Regions from separate parts of the Rattus norvegicus genome. Here region 2 is linked to region 1. The links are chromatin contacts, called in public Hi-C maps. All regions are on one chromosome and are shown on one strand. Each heading gives the region's core, a stretch centred on a gene start, on an enhancer-like site or on the middle of the called end of the contact. The rest is flanking DNA. Distances are from core to core; before and after follow the strand shown. Region 1 overlaps Gas7 (growth arrest specific 7). Region 2 overlaps Gas7 (growth arrest specific 7).

What was found. A called contact is a pair of places that touch in the nucleus more often than the background predicts.
Region 2: a Hi-C map of Schwann cells shows a contact between it and region 1, with 2.1 times the contacts expected there. The contact joins two enhancer-like sites. A contact is called at or near these places in 3 of 12 Hi-C or Micro-C datasets (Schwann cells, mammary epithelial cells and psoas muscle).

What each region holds. Positions count from the first base shown.
Region 1 is chr10:52,711,100-52,717,498 of GRCr8, reverse strand. The region is part of intron 1 of Gas7 (growth arrest specific 7); the gene reads right to left. Among named protein-coding and RNA genes, the nearest start is that of Gas7, 63 kb to the right of the region's middle. Within about 2 kb of position 2,413, at least 45 of the 93 cell types and tissues checked have an H3K27ac peak or open chromatin away from gene starts, as enhancers often do. A contact at or near this core is called in Schwann cells, where this site is marked.
Region 2 is chr10:52,757,699-52,764,097 of GRCr8, reverse strand. The region is part of intron 1 of Gas7 (growth arrest specific 7); the gene reads right to left. Among named protein-coding and RNA genes, the nearest start is that of Gas7, 110 kb to the right of the region's middle. Within about 2 kb of position 2,282, at least 2 of the 93 cell types and tissues checked have an H3K27ac peak or open chromatin away from gene starts, as enhancers often do. A contact at or near this core is called in Schwann cells, where this site is marked.

The DNA.
Region 1 (6,399 bases), core at 1,164-3,663:
ATCCCAGCTCAGTTCCTAGGAAACACACATGTCACTGAGCTCCTCACAACTGTCTGTAACTCAAGCTCCGGAGGACACCAGTGCGTCTGGACTCTGCAGGCACCTGCTTATGCACACATCAAAATGAAGTACAATCTTTAGGAGAGACAGAGAAAAAAAAAAAAAAACCCTTGGGCTCTAGAGAGAGAAGACCTAATTTATAAACCCTGACTTTGCTCCTTGCAATGGGGAAACCATTTGGCATCTCTGCAACTCAGTGTACCCCGAATGTAAGATGAATAGCAATCACGAGTCTGTGGATCACATGAGAAAATATAAGCCAGGTATTTTCAACAATGCTTAGAAAAGAGAAGGACCTAGATGAATGCCATTACTCAATATTTCTGAACAGACAGATGTAATTTAAAACCATCTTCCCACCTGTGAGATGTATGCCCACTGATGGGTTGAGAAGCTGTGGCAAGTATAGGTTGAGGTGAGAGGGGCTAGCCTCAGACCTCTTTGTTTTGCAGCAACCTCTCCTGTATCCAACCTCATCCCTCCCCCAATGAAACCTAGAAGGTTCCCAGTGCCCCTATACAGAATGTGGTATTCTATCCTGTCCAACTTACCTCAAAAACCCCTAATAACCCTCATGGGAGAGTGTTTGCACAGCCCCATAGCTTCCTGGAACCTCTCAGGCTCCTATCACAGAGTATTCAAAAGCACAAGGCGTCTCTCACCAGTCGGGTGGAGACATGGCCCAAAAGCTGGCCATGCAACTGCCACTCCAAAAACCAACCGACAAAGCTCTATATTCAAAGTGGAGTGGACACTGTAGCCCTTAGGTAGCAGGAGGGCAGGGGGAAGGAGGAGGGCAGCAGAAACCCGAGTTCTCAGCTCGACAGTGTCCAGAATCCTATCATGTATCCCCTCCCCTCTTCAGAAAGGGCTCAGGGCCATGCCTAACGCAGCATTCCCACAGCTATCCAGCCAGGGGATGATGTCTCACAGACTCCTAAGGCCTTAAAGGTGCTTACATACCTTCCCTCTCACTGAAGGCTTACAAATGATGCTTTCTTTCTCTTTGAAAAGGTAGTGCCCAAGCCTGCTCCTTCTAGAATCCTTCTTTTACCAGGCACACATTTACTGAGAGACAGACCTAGATACTGCTAACTCGAGATACTTTCCCAAACACTAATGTGAGTGGTGCCTTGTACGAATACAATCACGTGTCTTCCCAAATCAAGTGAGGGGGTCACGGGGACTCAAACTGCGATTCCTGCCAGAGGGTAGCCTCGATCATGGTCTAGGGACTCACTGTTGAGGTAATGACAGCCACAGGAGGGTAAGTGATACTTCTAGGGTCAAGGTGAAGATCTCAGAGGACAATCATAGCTGTTCAACACAGGACAACATTTGCTTCTATGCAGCCTTAGTGTTGCAAAATGAACAGAAATCTGTAGGTAAGCTGGGAGATAAACAAGTAATATGATTATATCCCTTTATTTGATACCTGTGATGTCAACACACCTGCCGACCTGTCTGACCCCGGGAAGCATTTGGGGATTAGATCTGCCTAGATCCATATACCAGAGTCCCTGGTATAAATGCTGCAACAGAGACTTCTGAGGTCTGCTCCAGGATTTGGAGTAGGCAGTTCTGGGTGGGCCTGAGAACATGCAACACCAGCCAGTGAGTTTGAAGGAGGGGCTGGTGCAGCCCGTCTGGGGAATACACTTTGAGAAGCAAATGCTATGAGATCTTAAGGCCAGAGTGTGTGGTAAAGACCACCTGGGATGACCCCGAGGAGAGCCAAGGAACACTATATGTTTTTCTGTTGCTGTCTGATTTGCTTTGAGCTTGTCAGGCTGCGGATCAAACTCAGAGTGTCTCATGTACACTAAGCAAACACACTACCACTGAGCCATACTGCCAGCCCCACTCTGAGCTCTTGCCTGGTTAATAGGACCTTGCTGAGTGTTCATGTCTGGAAGACTCTCAGATGTTGCATGTCCTGCCTCAGACCCAGGCAGGGCTAAGGGTGGAGGTGCCAGGGCTTTGTTTATTCCATTTGCCTTTTCTAATCCCCACAGACTCCTGAGGTTCCAGTAAAAGGCTTTAGGAGTCCCCAGCTGCTTTAGCAGCCTTTACCACCGAGCCTCCAGTGCTTGCTATGTATGCTACCCTTCTCAAGCATGGGTCCGTTTCCACCCTTCCAGAAACAAGGCTAAACCTTGGGCACATCAAAGCTGGTAACAGGAGGGACCCTGCAGAGCCCTAGAGCAGATAATATAAAGACGAGTTCCTCCATCCTGGGCAGAGCCTGGTCATGGTGGGTTCCTGGGGCCCGGACAGGCATATACACTGAACCCACTGTCCCAACCATACAATGCACAAGAGGCTGGCAGGGCAGGCAGCCAGGGCCCACTCATGCCAGTACCATCTGGGAGCCCTTGCCAGGCCTCGAGGGCCGGCTGAAGAAGCTGGACTCTGTCCTGGGGCACAGTTGGGCTCTATTCTTATGTCAAGGGGGAATGTGTGACTCTCCTTGCAGTGAATGGGGGCTCCTGGCAAGGCGGAGGAGGAAACAGAGCCATCACTGTGCCCCAAGAGGGATCCCCACTCAGCTCCCGGCTCCAACCAGCCCCTCGTGGTGGGGCCTTGCACAAGCCTCTAACAAGAAAAGGCTGAGCTAAAGGCAGACAGGGAAATGGACCGTCCACTGCCCATTACACACATCCCAGCTCCTCAGACCTGGACCAGAAAGGCTGAACCAGAAGCTCACACCCAGGCACCCATTGAAACCTACTGGGGTAGGGTTCCAAGGGACAGGCCAGGCCAGCATGGATGCCCCCAAAGACTCAGTCCTATAGGGATGGAATAATCTCATGATAAGAGTAGGTAGCACACACTAGCAGAAGCTAGTATGGAAGGCTGCTGAGAAGCCAGGGACCCCTAGAGCCTTTTCCTGGAACCCCCAAAAGGCTCCCAGATTTCCAATACATGTCACACATGAGCACAAGTCCCCACTGGCAAGTACTGTGCCTCCTGCCTCTCACAGCATCTCTTCTACAGCTGGCAACAGTACTGCTAAATGTTCTTTGTGGTCTGAAAGAGCCTGTCTTGACATCCTAGCAGACCACAACCTGGTCTGACCTTTCTAAAGAGCAGCCGGACAATGTTGGTCCAACCACATATAGGAACCTCAGCCAGAAAGACAGACAACAGCACAGAGGATGTTGTTTTTGCTTGTTTTAATAGAAAAAGAATTTTAAAAAGGAAGCAGCCTCAGTATACGTCGCTGGGGGACTTTAAGTAGTAATTTGTTGAAATGTGAATTAGTAGTAAACATTGGAAGTGGCTGAAAATATATTTGTTACTAGAAACATACTCCCTCTCATTTGCCTGCCCATCCTCAAACAAAGTCTCTCTGTAGCCCAGGCTGGCTCAAACCTGTGATGTCCTGCCTTTATGTCCTGAGGATTACAGATGTGTGCCACCACACACCTAGCTTAATATAAATATGCTTAAAGAATATCATTAAGGGGCTGGAGAGGCTTAGTAGCCAAGAGCACTGACTGCTTTTCCAGAAGACCTGGGTTCAGTTCCCAGTTCCTTGGTGGTGGCCCATGATAGTCTGTAACTCCCATTGCAAGGGCTCTGACACCCTCTTCTGGCATCCGTGAGTACTGCACACACATGGTACACAGGCAGAATAGCCATACATACACATAAAATAAAAGTAAGGAAATCTTTAAAAACTAAAACATTTAAAATGCATGTTAAGCTGAAAAGCTTGTCAAGCAGTGGCATGTATATTAAGAGAGGGAGAAAGCAGGGGCCTGAAAGAGGGGAGTGAACTGCGAGGCAGTGGGGGAGGGGAGGACTGGGTGATGTTGGGAGTGAGGAACTAGGGGGCCAACTGAGGGTGGGAGCCCATGAAGGCATTTGACTGAGTCCCGTAGCCTCCCCCTGGATTAGACTTAAAGAACTGTGAAAACATCCGGAAAATATTTAGCTAATAAATCTCTCAGCGGCCCCTCCACCCTGCTTTGTTTTTTAACCCTTCCCTTTGTTCTCAGCCCTCACATGCCCAGTCCTATCACAGACTTGGGAACCCACAGAACCAGAGACAACCAGATAGGGCTATACTGGGTGAGCTCAGTCTGTAGTGGGTGTAGTCCATCAGTGCCAACCCCCTATCTCAGGGAATCCTCTGACTACACAGGGGCTGGATGGCAGTGCTGTTCCAATTGCATAGACACCTTATAGTTATCAGGAAAAGACCCAGGGAGTCCAGAAAAAGCAATGATTAAAAGACCTTTTAGGAGGAAGGGAAGAGCCACTTTGCAGATGGTAGGGGAGGGGTCATTGCTCCAAACTGGCTCCCTTCTTCTGGAACTCCTTGGAGGAGTACTTGAGGAAAGTCACTCACATGTACACCACAAGTGTCTGGTACACACACACACACACACACACACACACACACACACACAAACAAACACACACACACTGAAGATCTCTTCTTGTTGCTGAAAAATCTCCAAAATTCAGGGAAGCAACTGCTCTGATTTGGGAGTTGAACCAATTCCAATGTGGGTTATGAGAAAGGGAATACACTTTAAAACTAACAGGCTCTGGTTCTAATTTCCACAAATAGCAGGACAGCCACATAGCAGGCTAGCAGTTCAAATCCCAGCTCTGGCACTCGAACTATGTGACCTTCCATACTCTATGTCTTCATTTGGAGAGTCCGGTACAGTTGCAGGGAGACGGTGCTAGGAAATTGGAGCCTGGAACCCCAGGTGTGGATGCAGATCGTGGACTAGATTTTCCACCAACCTTTCATGTGCTTAGGATTTGATTTCTAATCTATTAAGACTAAAACCTAAAGGCTGGACAGATGCAGCCCATGGGAGCAAGTGTGTTGATTTTCATTTGAACCGACTGGCTACATTTCAAGACTGGGAAATTTCAAGATTCCAGCCTGGCACGTTTCTGGCTAGTGTTGTTTGGAAGGATACCAGTTCCTGGGGTGTTAGATACCTTTTAGGCCCTGGCACTTGGCACCTGTAAATCCACTCAAGATAATTCAACTTTCTGTGATGGTTCGCAGCTTTGCTCCGTAGGAGAAAGATAACAAAAGAGTGATTTGGGGAGCCCTAAAGAACACTCATTAATAACCCCACCAGTCCCTCCACAAATGTCCCCCAACTTGTCTTGGAATTCCTTGGTTTCCAGGCACTACTGTGCCTCTCCCTCCCTTCTGTACAGACTGCTGCATGAACCTGAGTCCAACACAGACATGGCTGCAGCTACGCTGGCCCGCATCAGGAGCAGGTGCTTTTCAACCTGTTCCCACCAGCTGAGCGATTCCATAGAAGGCTCAGTTTTTCTCTGCCCTGATGGATGTCAGCATTCAAATCCCACCCCGCAGCAACCCTGAAGGACTCTAGGAGTGCACTCCCCAAGGGACACACTCTGGTCACAGCCAGGGTGGAAAGGCATGAGTGCCCTTCGAGAACTTTGATCTTGCAGACATGAACTTGAACCAGGGGAATAAAGGCTAGTGTGGGGTTTTCTCTGGATTCTAGGGTAACAATGGGAAGACAGAAGTACTAGGTTTCCTTCCAAGAAGCAAACTGAACAGCAGTCTAGCCCTTGAATTCCCAAGCCTGGGCCAGCTCCCAGCAGGCTGTTTGTAACATGCTGTTACCCTCTTAACCCCACCCCCCATATCCCCACTCCCACCCCTTCAGCCCCTCCCCGCAGATGCTGATTCAACAGTAGAACCCTCACAGAGATCTGAGCAAATTCCATGGCCACCTCTTGGGCCACATAAGCTCTCTGCAGAGTACAGGCAAACACTGAGTCAGACATGTAAACATCTGGAGCTTAACTAAATCCTCTGCTCTCTGGGTCAGATGGGTGGACTCTGAACTGGACCAGTGAAAGATTCAAGTCCAGTTTCCAGGGAACCTGGCCAGGTCTGGGACTCAGGTCCTTGACCCTGTCTTGGACCAAACTGAGTCATTGAAGGAGCCAAGGCGGTTGGTGCAGCTTCACAGCCCACACCAACAGTTCCAGGGCTGCTCCACACCCAGCCCACACGTAGGAGGTGCAGGCCAGGACGCTCCAGGATTCCATTCTGTGGTGGAGGAAACAGTTCCCTAATCCCTTCCTAAATCAAGTCCTTGCCCAGAGTCCAGAGGCCACTGCTTGCACTGCTGGGCTGTTCCTATGCTGGCTTCCCGCTGTGGGAAGCCCAGAGTCGAGGGGTAGGGGGACAGAAAAGAGGTGGCAAGGGGACACACAATTCCTTGCATGCATGGCCCCAGGGCCAGAGCACCCAGACTTGATTATCTCAGCTTTGATTTTTCAGCCCACACCCCATGGAATTCCAGAGCCAGCTGAAGC
Region 2 (6,399 bases), core at 1,033-3,532, 47 kb before region 1:
TGGTGTGTGTGTGTGTGTGTGTGTGTGTGTGTGTGTGTGTGTGTCTATCTTTATTGACACAGCTTCTCTCATTGAACCTGAAGCTAGACTAGTGACCAGTCATCTTTCTACCCGACCCACACCCCTGTCCTGGGGTCTCACGTATGTGCATGGTCAAGGACCTGGATTTTAACAGGGCTTTTGGGTAATTGAACTCATGTCCCCACACTCTGAACACAAGTACTCCTAGCCACTGAGCCCCCTCTCCAGTTCAAGGTTTTGTGTGTTTTTAAAACAGGGCCTCCCTGGGTAGCCCGAGCTCACTTATCTCAGCCTCTGGACTGCTGGGATTACAGACGCACTCCACGATGCCCAGCATAGAACTTGCAAGGCACATGAAAGGCATCTGATGTGCAGAAGCCATGGGGATGGATGTGAAATCCATGTGAATAACGTCAAGTGACACAGATATTTCTGCTTAAGCTGAATTCCCGAACTAGCTAGCTTAAGTTATACCTTCCTCAGTACCTGTCTCCCCTTCTTCGCCCTTCCAGACATGCTGAGCTTCCTGATGGTAGCTGATGGTAATTTCTAGTGCGCTTGGAGATCTCAGTTCCTACAATGTCTACTGGCCTGCAGGTTCTTAGTCACCAACAGTTCTCCACTCTGTGGTGAGTCCTGTAGCAGACAGCACAGCCTGGGGGAAGGACCAGGGTCTTCAGGACGTCCTGTGTCCTGTGAAGACATCAGGAGAAGCACCCAGAAAGGATGGATCTTTTATGCCCAACGAAAGCAGACTTTGCTCTTGGGCCTTTGTCTCTGGCTGTATTTCCCAGAGCTGGTTAAGAAGATGCTGGAAGCGGTGACTTGGAGGTACTGGTTTGGTTTCTGTGTTATTGTTATAACATACTGACCTAGAACAACTTGGGGAGGAGGGAAGGGTTTATTGGGCTTACAGGTTGCAGTCCATCATCCAGGGAAGCCAGAGCAGGAGTTTGAAGTGGAAACCACAGGGGAAGGCTATTTAATAGCTTGTTCAACTACCCTTGTTGCACAGCCCGTTGCATACCATGGGCTGTGGCCTCCAACATCAACAAGAAAATGCCCCCAAAGGCATGCCTACGGGCCAATCAGATGGGAGTAATTTCTCAGTTGAGATTCGGTCTTCCCAGGTGACTCTGGCTGCATCAAGTTGACAGCTGAAGCTAACTGTGACATAATGCTATTGTAATGGGGTTTCCGTTAAAGTAATAGCCAGGCAGGGCCGGCTGACACCACTTCATTGTCATTCTGAGGGAAGTCAGAATCTGCTCCCTCTACACCCATCTCATGATGGGCAGGGATATTTCAGTTGCTATCTGTCTGTCTCTGTCTCTGTCTGTCTGTCTGTCTGTCTCTCTGTCTCTCGTGTGTGCACATACGTGTGTGTGCCTTCCCAAGGGCCCTCACCCCAGGAGAGTCCCTATAACCCATTCCCCTTCCCTCCGTAGAGCACAATGAATCACTTATTTGACTTCTGTGGGGCAAGTGCCCAGCAACGCTTCCAACACCACTACCTCTGCTCCAAAACATGGAGACAATAACTCTAGGAAAGTCTGACACATCAGTGATACCAAATGACCACATGCACCAAGTTGTCTGCTGTACAAGGCACTGGGTATTTGACTGTATCCACCAGGCCATGCTGGAAACCCTTCCAGACCCTGATGTCTCAGTGCTTCACAGGCGGTGACAGTTCAGTTTTAGGAGGACAATAAGCTTGTGTCCTAAACACTTTCACGCACTATGTCATTTAGTAGTCATCTCCTCATTTAAGGCAGGGTCACCTGAAGCCTTTAAGCCTTCCGGGTTCTACGGTCATGGGCAGCTGGCTGAGAAAGCAGCTCAAATCCAGTTCAATTGCTTGTGCTGGGATCTGAACACAGGAGACAGCACAGCACCTGGATGGGACCCCAGGTGGCCCAGGGACTTTATCAGAGCTGTAGTCTTGCCCAGGTGTTAATCAGACATCACACTGCAGGCAGGGTCTTCTGTATCTGGTTCTAAAACTCTGTTCAATTGGCTTTCCCCTGTCCACCATGGAACAAGGCTTGATAAGTGGTTACCCTCCCAGGCCAAAGGCTTCCTTTAGACTCAAGCCTGAGGGTGCCAATTTCGAGTGAGAATGGGGGTGGGGGTTTTGAAAGATGAGGGAGGGCAGGAAGCCTTTTCAAATTTTTATTTTTCCCATCCAGCCACAGCAGTTCCTTTGTTGCTCTGGCCCTTCCAGTGAGTTCACCCCTCTCCCCACTAAGACAGTGCCAAAGAACGCCCTATTGTAGGAGAGTGCTGGTCCATACTTCCTTCTCCCATTTCCCGGCACAGGCCTCCCTCCCCACATCCAATATTAGTCACATAAGCCCAACAGAAGTTCAAAGATGCTTTGATAATGGGGCTTTCAAATGGATACCTCTCTGTACCCCACCAGGAGAGTAGCTGCTGCTATTGCCGGATTCCCCAACAAATGAAGGGAGATTCCTCTGCCAGCAGAGGCTTGGGCTCTCCTGAATAGCTAGGGAATAGAAGCCACTGGGTTTTGCTGCCACAAGGCCAGAAGCAACCTATAACTTTTAGATCTGTGCAGCATCCCCCTGCCACTGGCGATCACGTAGAACCCTCCCCTGGTGAGAGATCCACAAGTTTCTGTTTTCAGTGCTCACAGTTTATGGAACCAATGATTTCAGCTTGGCTTATTAGCAGATCTTGTGCCCTGGCCAGAGTGACTGTTTCAATGGTGTGCCCATGACACAAGACAGACCTATGAGAATGAATCCTTGGACCCTGGTTGGAATTATTAGGGGAAAGAGGTATTATGAGGACAAGCAAGCTTGAAGCTTGAAGGTGGGCTTCTGGACAGCTCATCAAGGAATAGAGTCGATGGAGAAGACGGGATGGAGAAAAAGAGAAGGAAGAAGCAAGGGCAGAAACTTCATGGTGTGCTAACATTCACTAAACAACCCGATCAAACCTTGTCTGAAGCTGAACTTCTGGAAGGTCCTTTTTCCTTGGAAGTCAACTTGAGGAGGATGACCACTAGGTGTTAGAAGTCTACTGAAGACTCTTGCTACTTCAGCTCCTGGTAGCTGCTCACTCCTCTTACTGCTGTCCCTTCAGCCTCTGCCTCCCTCGACACGATCTTCCTTAACCCTTCGAACTCCTATCTCTACCTCAGCCCCCTTGCCAAGGTCACCTTTGACTACATTAAGGTTTACCCAGACAACCTGGGACAATCTCAAGAGCCTTAACGTAGTAACATCTGCTAAGATATCTTCTAACAAACAATAACAGACAAACAAGATTTCATGTTTCTGGGGGTTAAGTAAAGCCAGATCTGTGAGAGCCACTATCAGCTGCCCCGCCCCCAACCCTACCGTGTCTGCTTGTAGATGAGGTGCACTGGGGAATACCGCCCAAGAACTCACCTTCGAGCCTAAGCTGAGGACAGGTGTGTGTCAGTTTCAGGACATACATGCTCTGAGGACAGAAATGGCCTTGGGAATGGTGGTGCAGAAACCCGGGACTGATCGCTTTCCTTTGTGGTTTGCAGAGGAAACAAAGACTGTGAACTGGGGTTCCCAAAGTGTAGAAAACCAGGGGGTTCCCGGAACACTTGCGGCACCCACATGAACCTACATGAGGAGGTGGGTGGCCTAAGAGGTTCACTTTTTTTAAGTAGTTTTCTATTCATTTCATGGTTTCCTAGTGAAAAAATTAGAGGTTGAAGCCTAGCAGATCACTGCCATTGTGCATGCCGTGGTGACCTCGCTAGCTTACCAAGCCCATGCAATGTACTGGCGAGAACTACTATGAACTTGGGAGCTGGGTTCAAATCCACACCTGGCTTAGGCAAGACACTTGCTCTCTCTGAACAACATCTGTAATGGGCAGTTCCCATGACAACGGAAATAATAGAGATGCTGTTATTAATAGTCATACACTTGGTAAGATTTAATTGGGAAGATGGACGTGAAGCATTGATCACTGTTCTGCTCTTGTGTTTACTGCTGCATACCATACCTCTTGCTCTTGACGCTGAGCCCTACCATCATGCTTACTAGAATGTTCTAGTGAGGATAGAATCAAGCATCTATCAGCCGTGTCAGCTGGCTCTCCTCTGCTCCTATTATACTCTAGTTCCCTCAGTTTTCCAACCGGTCAAATGGGTCCAATTCTCTGAGTCTTATCCTAACTGCCTAGAGGGGAGTCTGAACAGAGGCCACCTGTGGTCTCCACAGAAAAACCTGATGACCGTACCTCCAATCTTAAGCCAAGGGTGTCTGTAAATGTTCCTAGTCCAGTCCTTGTGTTGTGGGGCAGGCTTTTTGTTTTTTTGGGTTGTTTTGTTTTGTTTTGTTTTGTTTTGTTTTTTTGTCAGTATAGCTCATCTGCTTTGCTTTCAAGACCCTGGCTCAAATGGGTGGAATCATGTCCTAAACCCTTTCTGGCATTCTGAGCTGTGGTAGAAAGTACATTTCTTAAGTGAGTCAGGTCCCCTGGAGGGAAGCAGATCTCAACATTCCTTAATCTTGACACTATCTCAGACTGGGATCATGGTTACAGGCGACTAATGACCAGGGTGGGGTGTCTCTGACATTGCCTTCACCCTGGTCGCTAATCTGAGCGTGTTCTCCATCCTTCAGCACTTTGTAGTATGAGTCACAGGCGAGGCAGAAGCCATGTGTGAAAAGCCCCAACAGGGCCTCCTGCACTGTTCAGTGAGAAGTGAAGTGGTATCAGCCCCGTACCCCAAGAAGGCAAACCCCACCTCACACACTATTGAGAGACTGGCCCTCTTCAGGAGCAGCACTTGCCTCAAGGTGCCTCTTCCTGTTTGGCTTCAGGAAGGCTTTTTGCTGGTGCCGAGGCTGGTCTCGATGTGAACATAGAGAACGATTTCGGGTCCTCTAGACCAGTCCTGGGTTTGATGGTCGGCTAATAGAACTCATAAGACAGCATATGCCTCTGCTCCTGGCTAGGGCTATCTCAACAACGGGATAGGAAACAACTCTGTGAAGGGTGTGGAGACAGAGACAGACCTGAGTAAATGGGTTGAGTTCTGAAGTCCTCCCCAGGGAAATCCTCGCCACAGGAAGAAGAGTCATGCGGGCTATGTTAAATTCCCCCAGCAGCGACTGGGACAAAAATGTATAATCCTAACCACAGCCTACTAAGAAAGCTCATGAGTCCCCAGGTCCAATGTTTGCCCCCTGCCTCCCGACCCTCCACACAAAGGGTGATGTCAGAAAAGGACATCAGGTGTCCTGCTCTATGGCTCTCTGCCTTATTCCCTGGAGACAGGCTCTCTCACCGAGCCTGGAGCTCAGTTGCAGCAAGCAAGCTCCAGAGATCCTCCTGCCTCCTCCTCTCACAGAGCCAAGATAACAAACATAGGAATAGCCATGCCTGGCTCTTTTTGTTGCTGAGAACCTGAACTCAGATCTTCCTGCCTGTGTAATGAATGCTCTTACCCAAGAGCAATCTTCTCTAACCCAAGGGTCCAGGACTGTTCTCAGGAACTGGTTACGCTGCGTGCCTAGCGTGTAGTCAAGCTGCAGGTGCTCAGAAGAAAAGCAGGTGTTTGGCATCAACTGCATGCAGAGGAAGTAGTTTAAGAAACGGACCACTGTCGTCACTAGGAAACAGTGAGAACTTCCCAAACATCGGCTGAAGGATGATATCACAAACTGGCCTGCGAAAGAAAGCGGGACCAGATATGCTAACTACTTTTTTTTTTTTAAAAAAAGAGATTCTTGTATTATTTATTTATTACTTTGTGTGAAGGGAGCACATGCCATGGTCTGCAATGTGGAGGTCAGAGGATAACTTGTTGGAGTTGGTTCTCTCCCTCTCATATGTGGGTTCTGGGAACTGAACTCAGATTATCAGGTTTGGCAGCAGTCGTCATAATCCACCAAGCCGTCCCATCTGCCTCCACACCAGCTCTTCTTTCCTTTTCAGCTATAGAATGTACATCAGAATGGCCCTCCCCTGCTGTCTGGCCCCTGAGTGGCAAAATCCTGACACCAAATTCTACACAGATGCAGTTTCTGGAATGCTGTTGACAGAGTGCTTAGTCTCTACAAAGCTCCCAGGTCCGTGGCTGGTCTATGCCCATTGTTAGTCCAGGAATGCCAGCCTCTAGGGTCAGTATGTCACGACGATGAGAATTTCATGTAGCAGCAACTACCCCTGACAATGACTGTCAGGCTTTGGGCCAAACACTTGACACCCAAGAAGCTCGCTTACTATTAATATCATTGTTTTATGATGGAGTCACCCACAGCACAAAGACATGAAATGACTCGCCCAAAGTCACAATGTTAACAGGTTTGAACTCTAGACCGTTTGACCCTGCAGCCGGTGACCTTTAACGCCTAGATC